Linked DNA regions of Mus musculus: region 1 is linked to region 2. The links are chromatin contacts, called in public Hi-C maps. All regions are on one chromosome and are shown on one strand. The core of a region is the stretch at or near the end of the contact, and the rest is flanking DNA. Distances in the headings are between cores, read along the strand shown. Region 1 has its middle 9.5 kb from the start of Gm30149. Region 2 has its middle 190 kb from the start of Gm36865.

Evidence for each region. Hi-C and Micro-C count contacts between places; a contact is called where the count stands out from the background.
Region 1: a contact with region 2 is called in a Hi-C map of embryonic fibroblasts, with 9 times the contacts expected there. The contact joins two enhancer-like sites. A contact is called at or near these places in 1 of 484 Hi-C or Micro-C datasets (embryonic fibroblasts) and 1 of 115 datasets of contacts at active chromatin or transcription factors (the NIH/3T3 cell line).

What each region holds. Positions count from the first base shown.
Region 1 is chr7:73,616,213-73,620,327 of GRCm38.p6, forward strand. No RefSeq gene overlaps it. Among named protein-coding and RNA genes, the nearest start is that of Gm30149, 9.5 kb to the left of the region's middle. Within about 2 kb of position 2,414, at least 332 of the 459 cell types and tissues checked have an H3K27ac peak or open chromatin away from gene starts, as enhancers often do. A contact at or near this core is called in the NIH/3T3 cell line and embryonic fibroblasts, where this site is marked.
Region 2 is chr7:72,637,369-72,641,454 of GRCm38.p6, forward strand. No RefSeq gene overlaps it. Among named protein-coding and RNA genes, the nearest start is that of Gm36865, 190 kb to the right of the region's middle. Within about 2 kb of position 2,408, at least 18 of the 459 cell types and tissues checked have an H3K27ac peak or open chromatin away from gene starts, as enhancers often do. A contact at or near this core is called in the NIH/3T3 cell line and embryonic fibroblasts, where this site is marked.

The DNA of each region.
Region 1 (4,115 bases), core at 1,164-3,663, 980 kb after region 2:
AAAGACGGATTCTATAATGAAGCCCAGACTAACCTCCAACTCCTGCATTTCTCCTGCTCTCGCCTCCCAAGTGTCGGTTGGGATTGTGTGTGCATGCCACCAATCCCGACCATAAATCTTGAAGAGTCTTACTAACAAGAAAATTGTACATTTGTACTGTAGTGCAAAATGTCGACAACAAAGCTATATGTGCATCATGTAATCAACGACACAATTTGTCTTACAGTGGTAATTCTTGCGAATGGGATTCTGGGTGATATTTTTCATTATAGTTTTCATGTGTTTTGTTTTGTTTTTATTCAGCATTTGAAATAAAACTTTCTGAGAGACGGGTGATGTGGGGGCCTCAGGATCCTAAGGTCACATTTAGCCACATCTCCTAGCTCCTGAAAAAAAGCATTTTAAAATAAAGGTAGTAAAAGGAGGTAGCAGATTCCACATGCAGTGTTCATCTTCCACAGAAAACTAATCTATGCGGAGGGCTAAAAGTATTTGAGCTATTTCTTGGAAGATGGCATCTTCACATTTTCTTAAATTCCTTTTAAGTTTGTTATAATACTTCATTAAAAAGTCAGAGATACGTTTTATATCAGGAAGTCTGCGCTAATGAAATTCTGGAGACAACATTTTAAAACCCTAGGAACGTTCATGTGTGACAACTGTAAAAAGAGTTGCAGGCGACTGAGTCTGAACCATTCCTATGAAGGAGAAAGCAAGGAAACCCGGAAAAATATAGGAAGTCGGCCATTATGCTGCTGGTCGAGGAACTGCTACAGACAAAGCTGTATTCTTTCCTTAGGCCTAGGAGAGGAAAGATTAGAGCCCTTTGTGTTTCGGAATTCCATTCCTTAACTCTGCGGCCCCTGGCACTAATGGTGACTGGGAGTCGTTACGCAGTGTTTTGGTTCCTCAGAGGGCTCAAGTGCTTTCGGGAATGCCTGCCAATACAATTCACAAGAACACAAAACCTAAGGAGTGGGGTGAAGTAGGTCCCCAAATCCCTTCGTCAAAAATGCACATTTAAGCTTGGGCTCCGCCCACCCCCCAGTCATTGATGTCACTGTCTCACTTGTAGTTTACCACTTAATATCGATGCTGTTTTGATCACGAGCTTGGAGATTTGTCTTAAGCTACTCTCCTCCCTCCCTCCCAACTAACACCGTAATAGTTCCGCATTTTATCCAAAATATTTATTAATTAAACTTCTAAGGTCCTTGGGAGCCAGGTGCTATTTAGAGGGGAGGGGTCTTATTATTTTGAGATAGGCCAAAGGCCTCATAAATCGCAAATATGGGAAAGAATTTGAAACCTATTCTAAAAGGCTTTCAAATCCCAAGGCGACAAATGTCTTATTCTAAATATACCATCACATTCAGAGTAACGTGTGTTAACTTATTTAAAAAGATATAAAACCCAACAAAACCTCACATCTGCGATCCTCAGGCCCATCTAAAATAAATTCCACCGGTCAGGAATGTCTACGGGGTGGGGCAAGTAGAGTTACACGGATTTGGGCAGGAAGGGGAGGCTTCAGGCTTTCGCAGCAATTCCAGGATACTAGACAATTATGCCTAATTTCCTACGTTTTAATACATACAAAACCAGATTTCCCTTTCTTTCTTTTCTTTTTTTTTTTTTTTTTTTTGCTTTTTTTCACAAAAGCCAAACAGACAAGCTTGGATTCTGCCACACTGGCCGCCCCTACAGTGAGGAGGTCCCGAAGCGCCCCGGGGTGGATAGGGGTGGGGTGTGGTCCACCTCCCAGCAGGTTCCATCTCTACCATTGCTGACCCCGGCGGGGTCCACGGTCAGCATTTTTCCTGCTCTTGCTCGCTGTTGGCCTCGCCCTGATCTAATCGCTCCCCTAGGAGGTCGACAACGCTCAGAGGACAAATGCAAAGCGGACAAAGCAAATTAAGGAAAGGCGCCGCGAAGGCCCAAAGGGAGTCCTGGATCCCGGCCAGGGGTCTCGTGATGGGCGCGCTGGCGACCGCACCCTGGGCCTGTCCAAGCGGCCTCCCAAGCTGGCGGAAGCCGGCTACGCCCCGCAGGCTGGGCCCCGACCGGCCCTTCCACTCCGCCCTTCGGGACGCTCCGGGTTCCGAGGGCGCAGGCAAGGCGCCCATCCCCCGCGGCGCCATCTTGTTGTTTTCGTGCATTCCTCCTCCTCCTCCTCCTCGCCCCATCCCCACCCCACCCCACCCCATCCCGGCCACGTGGCGCGCGGCTGCGGAAGAGAAGGCCCCAGCCCAACTTCCGGCCAGACCGGTTCCAGCCGGTTGCGGGACTCAGACGCGCGGCTGCCCCCTGGTGGCCGGACGCGGCGCAGCGGGCCACGCCTTGCCTCCTCCGCCATTTGCTGCGCGGCGCGAGGCACGTCCACACTCTGCCGCCGCCGTCGTCATCCGCCGCCATCCCGAGGGTGCGCGGGTTGCGAGGGGGAGGATGACCCGCGTCAGGCGTGGGAACGCCTCTCTTCCGGAGTGATCAGAAGGTCGCTGCGGCAGAGACGGGCGCTTGGTGTAAAAACTTTACTCGTGCCGCCCGTCTGCCCACCGCAGCCTGTCCTGGGTATTCTGCTTTCTATGTGGATTTCTCGTTAGCGTTTCATTCCAGACTAGCATTTCTCGGGTGTGTGCTGTGGGCGGGGCCCGTGCGGTCTCTTACTTAGACATCCTAGGTGGCTCCCAGGATCACAGTGGTCACACCCGGGGTCACAGACCACTAAGGCGCGGGACGAGGAGCCTGCATCGGAATCTAGGGCAGCGGATGCTTTACTGTGAGGTTCTCTTGGTCAGCATCTTCAGGGACCTCCTTGGAGGTCTCCCCACACTCACCTAAACTGAAAGCTTTGGAGTGAAGGAGACCTGACAGACGTTTAACACGCTCCAAGGGCATTTTGAGACTTACTGAAGACCCTTTATGTACCTGGCAGCCCTTCTAATAATGACGATGCCTTGGGGTGGGGGTGCTAACGCCCGAGCCAGACTTTAATATGGGCAATTCATGTACTTTTCGCCTTGTACTCTCCCTGGCTCACTGCTTTGTCAGAGAGGAAGCTGGTTCCCATTTCCATGGACCGTGCTAGAGTTTTTGAAACAATCCAAATTGTACACGCATTCGCTTGTACGGTATATACATAAAAACGAAGCAAAGGCAACCAAGTTTCAACATGGTTCACCTCCAATAAAGGAGGTAGGTTGCCAGGGCGGACGGGAAAGGTTTGTTTTGTTTTTGTTTTTGTTTTTGTTTTTTTTTTTTGGGTAAGTGTAACTTTCCAACTTGAACTATTTCAGCATTTATTCCAAAGAAAATAAGGAGTTATATTCAGAACGGTGTTAGAGTTAAAACTAGAATCCAATCCAAATGGCTCCAGATTCCCTGCATTCTGTTGACTATAATATAAAAATCTACTTTAGCCGGGCGTGGTGGCGCACGCCTTTAATCCCAGCTCTCAGGAGGCAGAGGCAGGCGGATTTCTGAGTTCCAGGCCAGCATGGTCTACAAAGTGAGTTCCAGGACAGCCCAGGCTACACAGAGAAACCCTGTCTCGAAAAGCTGGGCGGTGGTGGCGCATGCCTTTAATCCCAGCACTTGGGAGGCAGAGGCAGGCGGATTTCTGAGTTTGAGGCCAGCCTGGTCTACAGAGTGAGTTCCAGGACAGCCAGGGCTATACAGAGAAACCCTGTCTTGAAAAACCAAAAAAAAAAAAAAAAAAAAAAAAAAAGAAAAAAGAAAACAAAAATCTACTTTAAACATAAAATGTTCAATAGACTTGTATTTCCAACAATAATAAGATTTATTTAAACATTTAGACTTCTGAACAAACCTCCCCTAACTGTGCTAGTTGTAATAGCACATTGTATGATAAAATAAAAGAAAATGAACCCAAAGCTTTTAATGATAACACTTTGCTCTCTGCCACCCTGTGTCAGGCTGGCCACAAGTTTCAACTCTATAGTAGTCGAAGAGCCCGACCCTGCTTGTCTCTACCTCCTAAATGCTGGGATCATGGGCCTGTGTTACCTCACCTAGCCTTTGTTTTGTTGGTTTTTGTGTTTTAGACAGGGTCTTACTCTGTAATACAGACTGGCCTGGAACTCAGGCCTGGCCTT
Region 2 (4,086 bases), core at 1,158-3,657:
TGCTTTTCCAGATGGAGAATGGATGGCAAAGTTTTACAAGTACTTCTTTCCCAAATGTTGAAGAATTTTAATTTTTTTTTCGTAAAATGTAAGTGTTCGAAACATTGAAACTGTTGTAAGATGAAAACACTCTGACCTGCTTTGTGTCAGTGGGGAAAAAAAAAGGTCTGGTGCATGCCACCAGGTTTCCAACAATATACTCTAGAATGGAGGCTACAGCCTTCGAGAAGCACCAAATAAAACCTTATGTGCCTGATGTTTTCAGAAGACACTGCAAATTCAGCTGAGAGCCAGAAATGGTTGTACCTTTTAGTTCTTTATCAATGGATACAAAGGCACAAATATTAATTCTATATTTAACAAGCAAAGTTATACCAAGCAACTGCTAAGCAAATACGAACAAAATATGTACATATGTGTTGTCCAAAATCTACACAACAAAATTATACATAATCTGAATGTTTTTTACAAAACTTTATTAATAAATAATTTTTAAATGATGGTGATTATTATTTTTTGAATGTGTTAAGCTAGAAGTCATACCTGGTGACTGTAAACTTAGAACTTGGAAGTCTGAAGCAGGGATTAACCATGAGGTGAACTCACTACACTGTATAGTGAGTTCAGGGAAGGCTGAGGTTCACAAAGACACCCTTCATGTCTCAAACAGGCAAATATAAAAACTAAACACTGTTTTCTACCTGTCTGGTATCACACTCGAATTAGATCATCTTGCTTTAAAAATACTTCTAAAATATGTTCTATATCCCACTTCAGAGAAAAATAAAAATGAAGAATTTAAAAGATAGGCAATTTTCAACGGAATAAACACTGATCTAAGATAAATGTAAGATGATCTGACTATAAAACCAGTGTTCATAAACATCTGTTAAAATTTCAGTAGGCTTATGAATTAAACATTATTATTCCCCTTTGAATTTTAAAGATTTTATGAACTTTACTATAAAAAACTTGCAAATTAAAAATAAAATCAAACATCAAAATTAACAAGACCCAAAGTCTACCCCTGTAAATAGCCTTTATACAGTTAGACCAGTGAATCTGAGGCTGTGAACTTTATGGTGGATTTTACACTTTCACAGTGTCATTTTTTTTACACCTACCTTTCACTATAAGCATAAAATTCAGAAGAAGAGTAAAGATAGAAAAACAATTAGCTTATATCCTCTTCCACAACTGATGCCCATTACCAGCATTCAGTCTGTCTGTATCCCATAATATTTAGCCTTTCTTGTTTTATTTTTTCCATATTATCCTATACTCACAAGTACATTTGTTTACATGCATACCTATATTATTAGATAGAATCCTTGTATGAGGGAGAAAATGTGGTATTTTGCTTTCTGAGATAATGTGAGTTTGGTATTAGATATCTAAATTCATCTATTTTCCTATAACATTTTAAATTTTATTTTCCTACAGAACAGAGTAATATTCATATATATATATATATATATATATATATATATACACATATATATATATATAAATATAATTTTGATTTATCTCTTGATGGACAATTAGGTCAATACCAATTGTTTGCTATAGTGAATTAAGCAACAATAAACATTGGCGTGCAGAAATCTTTATGGAAGGGTGTGGAGTTCTTTGGTTATATGCTCAAGAGTGAAATGACTGGGCCATAGGGTACTTCTATTTTTAATTTTTTGATAATGTGATATCAGATTGATTTTCACAATGGCTGAATTAATTTGCACCTACCCCTACCAAAAGTTAATTGGTTTCTTTCTCTCCATGTTCTCTCCAACATTTGTCATCAGACTCGTTGTTGCTAACCATTCTGACTGAGGTGAGGGGAATCTCAAAATAGTTTTTATTTGCATTTCTCTGATAGCTAGGAATATCGAACACTTTAAATGATAGTTATTAGCTATTTGTGTTTCTCATTTTGAAAACTATCTATTAAGTTCATTTGCCATGCCTGTTTAAATACTAGGGTTTGGGGGGGATTTACTAGTGGTGACTACTTTATTTTTTATTTTTTATTTTTTATTTTTTTTACTCTCCATATTTTATTCTGCCCCCTGCCCCGATCCACCCTCCGACTGTTCCACATCTCATACCTCCTCCCCACATCCATGACTTAGGGAATGGCTCAATGGTTAACAGCATTGACTGCCCTTGTAAATACTAGTTTTAAGTCTTTGAAAATTCTATATATTTATACAATACATATTGACTATATCTAATCACCGTTACATCTCTACAACTTCCCCTGGTGCCTCTACCCCATCTCCCTGCTGGCCTCACATCCTGTTTTTATTTTTGTTACTAATAACGCCTTGAGTTCAGTTAGTGTTGTCCATATGTGCATGGGTGTGGGGCCATTCCCTTGAGGATGAGCAACCTAGTGGCTGCCACATCTGGAAAGGAAAGTGACTCATTCCCTTAGTATCTGTAAATGTCTAACAGCTCTGACAACAGGGTTTGAGCCTCTAGATCCCTGCTTCCTTCCATCTGGAATTTTTACTTGCTTGATCTTGTGCAGGTTTTATGCTGGTGATCACACCTGCTGTGGGCTGATGGAGGTGACACCCATGTCATGTCCAGAAGCCGGCATTTCATAGTTATCCTATCTGTCAATGCTCACACCCTTTCTGACCCTTCTCCTTCCAACTTCCTGAGCCTTGGAATGTGGGAGGTTGGTGCAGATGACCTAATCAAAGAGGATTCTTCAGAGATATTTATACTCTGCTCTTTGACTCTCTGCATTAACCACTAATCAATGAAATTCCTTGATCCTTGGTGTGGAAGATGATGCCAATGACCCATCTACAGCTTAACACTCCGAGCTGATTTTACTCTGCACTTGGAGTAGTTGTTACTCTCTACATTAACCATTAGCTACTTCCAAAAGACAAAAATTGAGAGCAGTACAAACTTGTGAGCATAAACATAAATATTTAGAATGCTCTTTGACAGCATGTCTACTTAGCAAAACACCAGTGGTTCCCCGCCCCCTCAACCCCCTAGGGCCCTACACCTCCCTTCCTATTGGACTTTGATAAATTGCATAGTAACAGGCATGAAATCTCCCCTGGACTCCAGGGTGCATATCCAGCCAGAGTATAAATGGCTGCCTCATATTTTTCAGTTCACTATTGTGTCACTGGGTCCAATCCAGTGTTGGGTGGGATGCTTGCTGTCTTTTGTCCCTCCGCAGCACGCATAGCATCTTCTGGCACTATGTATGCAAGCCAGTGGGTAGAAAGTTTCCCAGTCCGTTCAAGCTTGATTTGTTTATGTTCTACATTCAAAACACATGGTGTCATCACCAATAGGGTCTTACCATCTAGTTATGGTAGACATGCAAGAGCAATGGCAGTGGGTGATGTCACTTTGAATGCCTCTGGAGACTCCATCCTATTAATTCTTAGAGAGGTATCCTGTGACTGGCATTGAGATTTTTATCTAGTAACACCTGTCTTCTAAGAGCAGCACTCCTCCCGTCTGTCTGTCTGTCTGTCTGTCTGTCTCTCTCTCTCTCTCTCTCTCTCTCTCTCTTTCTCTCTCTCTCTCACACACACACACACACACACATTATATACATTATATGTATATAATATATAACGTTTTAATTAGCTTACAAACTAGTAGATTTCATTGAGATTTTCATTTAATAACCTCTGTCTCCTGGAATTAGCATTGATGTGTATTGTTGGGAGCCGCGCCCACATTCGCCGTTACAAGATGGCGCTGACAGCTGTGTTCTAAGTGGTAAACAAATAATCTGCGCATATGCCGAGGGTGGTTCTCCACTCCATGTGCTCTGCCTTCCCCGTGACGTCAACTCGGCCGATGGGCTGCAGCCAATCAGGGAGTGACACGTCCTAGGCGAAATATAACTCTCCTAAAAAAGGGACGGGGTTTCGTTTTCTCTCTCTCTTGCTTCTTGCACTCTGGCTCCTGAAGATGTAAGCAATAAAGTTTTGCCGCAGAAGATTCTGGTCTGTGGTGTTCTTCCTGGCCGGGCGTGAGAACGCGTCTAATAACAATTGGTGCCGAATTCCGGGACGAGAAAAAACTCGGGACTGGCGCAAGGAA